2 separate regions of the Zea mays genome follow, and region 2 is linked to region 1. The links are chromatin contacts, called in public Hi-C maps. All regions are on one chromosome and are shown on one strand. The core of a region is the stretch at or near the end of the contact, and the rest is flanking DNA. Distances in the headings are between cores, read along the strand shown. Region 1 holds the start of LOC100191272 (4-nitrophenylphosphatase). Region 2 holds the start of LOC100382679 (Outer envelope pore protein 24A chloroplastic).

Region 1 (2,598 bases), core at 46-2,545:
GTGCCGAAGAAATCATAAGTCATTCACATAAAACAAAAGGAAAGAACATCACAATAATTTATGATACCTTCTTTTCTGGAGGAAAATTATTTAACTTCAAGAACATGGCTGCCGCAAACGATGATGTAAAAATCTCTTCCTACAACAAAGTAACAAATGATTACAATACAAAACAAATTTATTACTGGAAGAGTCTCCGCTCAGACCAAAACATACCTCAGTAACTTCAAGTCCAAGTGATCTGAATTTCTTTGAGTATTGCCTTCTCGACTTTCTAGAGTTGTTTGTTACAAAAACTAATTTCTTTCCCTGCACCAAGCCAATACATGCACTATTACTCAATTAATAAATTTCATAATCTGTATATACCTTTTTCTATAAACCAATAAGCCACCGAGTACTAGAGCAATGTCTTAAATAATGGCGCAACAAAGATCACATCTTGGTTAATGAGGTGAGTTCATCATGCTAGAATTCACATAGAAAAAAGATATAGGCCTATTATCCTTGTTTCAGACAGGAGTTATGTAGATGAACAAAACCAGAATAACTTTAAAGCAATGTAGTAGTAGTAGTGTCAATGATTTTCATTTCATTACGGTATCTGGTGCCTGGTGTGGTGTGGTTGCACTTACTGCCTGTCTCTATTTTAGCTTAAATAGATGCAACTTTGGAGAACCAGATTCTTCAAAGCCCCAATCAATCTAGAACCAGTTTTTTTTTTTAAGGCACGACAAAACAAGCTAGCCCTTAATTATGTACTTGTTTTGATCATTTGGCATTTATTTGCCTGACAGTTGAACTATTGAAAATGAGGAAACGAATTCAATACTTAAATAGTAATAAAGGGATGTTCCCATACCAGTTTCCTCAGTAGCTCCATCGTCTCTGGGACCCCTTCAATGAGCTTATCTCCCTTCCAAATGACCCCTAGACAAATTCAGAGAAGCAATTAGAATTACCGGTCAGAGCGAAGCAGGGGTCAAAATCTGAAGCGAAGAAAAAAAAACAGACAAACAAAATGGAGAAAGGTGAACAATCAGATACCATCGCAGTCGAAGAGGAAGGCGTCGACGGAATCTACGAGGGATCGGGCAGTGTCGGCGGTGAGGACGACGCAGCGAGGGTCCGGACGGCCGTTGGCCATGGGCAGTGGCGGAGCTGGTGAAGTTTCACGCCTAGGGCCACTAGTAGTTAAATTAAGCACCTAGTAATTTTGTCGGCCGGCGCTAATGCGGTGGGGAGGGGGACACGACGGTATCGCGGCCGGCGCTCGGCGCTGGTGGTGGTGGGTGCACGCTGTGTCATCGTTTAGGTGTCTGGGCCGGTAGTGGTAAAGAACTTGGCCCAACAGAATTGGGTTGGATTTAGTGCACATTTGGCGAGGCTTCTCTTCAGCGACTTCAGCTGCTTCATGTTTAATAAAACACAAAATATATATGTTCTATTGGTTATGTGAGTGAATATGTAGACAACTTAAGTTTCAACCTTCACTTGTGCATAATTTTACCTTATTTTTGTATAAAACGAGGAGGAGAAGAGTGACGCGCAACGACTACGAAACCATAGAAGTTGATGCTTTATATAGTAGATAGATGGAGAAATTGTACCAAACATTATTTTTACATGGCTTTTAGAAAAAAAAAACACTTCTCTTTTTTCTATTAGATAGGTGAAACCAAAAATGGTTTAACAAACCAATACCTTATCACCGACTATTTGCCTCACCAAATCGCTCCTACTCATCCTTTTCGTCTGTTTCAAAACTGAGACAACACACCTAATTAAGGGACAAGCAAAATGGTTAAGAGAAGTTGTACCCGAAATTGATAATGGTTGACAACAACAATAATCATTTAAATAGTTCACTCATATGACAACGGGTTAAGTGTGCTGCCAAACACCTTGACACAAGGTTATATGTTGTAAGGAGAAAGTCCAGAATCATACTAAAATATTGAACATATAAGTAACAAGCAAGTGCTTGCGGATCCTCTTACCAAAGGCTTACCACCCAGTGCGTTCACAGTCAACAATAGGTTTATGGTATAGCATATGTTTTTTGGGCAATAAAAGGACCCAAAGTTAAAATATCTGTTTCAGACCAGAGATGCGTATTGTAGCTGTTAAGTCTATCGACGATTGACCGTGAATGAAGCATGCTCTACACACTAATCTGTAATGGAATATGAAAAAAATAAAAGGTATAAAGTTGAAAGTATAAGATGAAATCAAGGGTGAGAATGTTGGAATTAATCTTCACCAGTTAGCCCAACGGAGAACTGGGCTCTTGACCTCACACCCTGATCGGGGGCGTCTACACCAAGACGAGGTTGGTGGAGGTTGGTGGACCCCTGATGCGCAGCCTATAAATAGAGAGGTGGAAGTTGACGGCTCGACAAGAGGTTCGCAGTCACTGTATCGTCTACAGTTTCCCACCTCACACCCTAGACTGATCTAGAGTGATGCTGTCAGCAACGGGAACTACATCACCGTCGACGTCGAGCTCGCTTCCCCGACCGTCGCTGCCCTAGCGCAGATCTTTAACGACGAACGTGATGACATTGATTTGTATCTAGTTGTTAGGTTTCTTGGGGA
Region 2 (2,598 bases), core at 65-2,564, 140 kb after region 1:
CCCTAAGTATATAGACTCGATCCATTATTAAGGACTCAATCATTTTACTGAATTGGTGCTTCAGATTCTATAACTCTACTTTACCTCTCCTTCCTCAACCGCTTCATAAAAAATACTTTATAGTGCTTCAGCTTCCATGATCCATTAGTTTTTAGAGTTTCTATATCAACATTTTACACCTCGATATGAGTGGATGCAAGATATTTTCCAAAGCACATTGAAGTCATCTCCTCCAAAACAAAGAGAATTAGGAACTGAAAACTCTTGGCCTCGTAGTAGTTTATGTATCTAGCAATCTAGACTCAACCTCGAGTGCCACTTCTACATGATAAGGCAAATTATGCATGTGAGTACGACACAAATATTGATCCTTCCCTATCCAAATCGAGCCCATAACCATGCTAGAGGCTAGAACATAGTTCTGTTAAATCTTTTCTTTCATTTGAAATTGGCCTAAATGGTGCTTGTCAGAAGCCTACTCTCCGCTTGAGCCACATCCTGAAATACCTTCAATAACTCTTGTGTTTTTCTTAAAGTCATTGATCTTGTTTGGAGCATTCTTCATACTCATATAGATACTAGAACATCACTTTCCTCCGCAAAGTCATGATAGGGTAATTAAATGGTGATGACAAAATAGGTCCCAATCACTTTCCTAAATAGCTCGCTAACCGACCCCCTAGACCTCCAAGTGCCTAGCTAAGTTCTTCTCTTGAACCCAAGAAGGTAAGGATGTCCACAACGGTCCCCCGTATATCATATCCATATATCTCACTTTTGTCTACCCTCTATCTCTCTAAATCCTAATCACCACAACGATTCCCCTAAATTCATCCTTCTATACATAATACAATGTATTCCTAATATATTTTAAATTATATTTTTAACATATGTATTTATTATAGTCTAAAATTATACATAAACATTAATTTTGTGTTTAATTTGTAATTTAGAGTATAAACAGATTTAGGAGGAGGTGAGAGAATACCTTAGATGAAGGGGGAGAGAGGAGGTTACTGCAACTTATAGGGTGGTGATGGAGCAACCACGGTAGCCAGCCTAAAAGACTAGTCTGAGTTGATGACTCAAATGGCGATAAAGTTGATGGGGACTGATTTATAAAAAAACTAAAAATTACCGTGGCAAAAACAACCCCTTTCAGGATTGAGCCGGACCACATGTAGCAACATGGGGTAAGTAGGTAGGTAGGTAGGGAGCCCAGGCCCAGGAGGCGCACGGCGGAGCCCAGCAAGGACAAGGACTCCGTCCGGGTACGGCGGCGGTGGCGACTGGTGCGATGCAAAGGGCGGAAGACGCGGAGGAGATAGGACAACTCAGCGCACCACACAAGGCACTGTCAGCAGCGGCGGCCGGAGACTCCCACGCCAGTGCCAGACTCGATTGGGAGGGGAGAGATGAAGGCCACGCTCAAGGGTCGCTACGAGGGCGACAAGGCCACGGCCGCCACCAGCCTCGCCGCCCCCGCCGGCGACCTCCGCCTCAAGGCCTCTGCCACCGAGGCCGTCTTCGCCAACGGGCCTTCCCTCCGGGGCCTCACCCTCACCCTCGAGAAGCCTGGAGCTTTCCTCGTCGACCTCAAGCCCCACAACCAGGTAAACCGTCGTCTCCTTGGCGTCTCCACCTACCTCCTCATCCTGCCCCTCCTCACCTCACCTACCGGCGGCTATCTGTGTCGCAGGATGTGCGCTTCCAGTTCATGAAATCCGCGCTCGTGCTCGACAAGCGCGTCAGCCTCACCTACACCCACTCCACCAGCCTTGCGGCGCCGGCGCCGCCCTCCCGCACCACGCTCGACTGCACTGCCACCTTCGACCCCGCCAACAAGGTCAGCCTCTCCCACACGCTCGGGTCCGGCGGCTGCCGCGTCAAGTACACCTACGCGCACGGGGTCGAGCGCCTCACCACCATCGAGCCCCTCTTCGACACCAACAAGAACGCCTGGGAGTTCGCCGTCACCAGGAAGTTAGCGGGAGGGGACGCCGTCAAGGGCACCTACGCCGCCACCACCAAGCTGCTCGGCCTCGAGTGGAGCAGGGACTCCATCGCCGGCGGTTCCTTGAAGGTTTGTGTTTCATCAATCTGTGCCTCGATAGTAGGATCATGATTCCTGATTAATTCTGCGGCTTCAGAAACGAGGAATTCTTATCCGGTTTTCTAGGCAATCAAATGCATGCTTCTATTTTCCTACTGTAGTGTTGCTTCCCACATCACATGCCGACATGAAACCGTGCAAATGCAAGCATGGAGGGTGGGTATTAATTGAAATTGGGTATGCACAATCGTTGGATGTAAAGGCTGTGGTCACCAAAATCATCACCTAAACCTGAAATTATGTGAAAAGCCTGTTTGTTGTGCCGGGGGGGGGGGGGGGGGGGGGGGAAGTGAGCCATCTAGTCAGAATATGGTTTTGTCCTCCAAACATTTTAATTGCCCTGCATACAGATACCATGCTGCAAAATTTGGATGTTATAGCCAGTGGATTATCTTCAATCGAGCACAGAAGTCTCAGAATAAACCAATAGAAAACATCCCATGTCTATGTTTTATTTATAGAAACTGTTGTCTGGTTGTTGGTTG

The links. Hi-C and Micro-C count contacts between places; a contact is called where the count stands out from the background.
Region 2: a Hi-C map of leaf shows a contact between it and region 1, with 7 times the contacts expected there. The contact joins the promoter of LOC100382679 here to the promoter of LOC100191272 in region 1. A contact is called at or near these places in 3 of 25 Hi-C or Micro-C datasets (ear, leaf and tassel).

The regions. Positions count from the first base shown.
Region 1 is chr1:306,178,566-306,181,163 of Zm-B73-REFERENCE-NAM-5.0, forward strand. It overlaps LOC100191272 (4-nitrophenylphosphatase), which reads right to left and starts at 1,296. Exons shown (of 11, transcript NM_001136706.1): 1 at 1,048-1,296; 2 at 863-930; 3 at 217-309; 4 at 68-139. The coding sequence starts at 1,147.
Region 2 is chr1:306,322,781-306,325,378 of Zm-B73-REFERENCE-NAM-5.0, forward strand. It overlaps LOC100382679 (Outer envelope pore protein 24A chloroplastic), which reads left to right and starts at 1,315. Exons shown (of 3, transcript NM_001175403.1): 1 at 1,315-1,613; 2 at 1,700-2,083. The coding sequence starts at 1,416.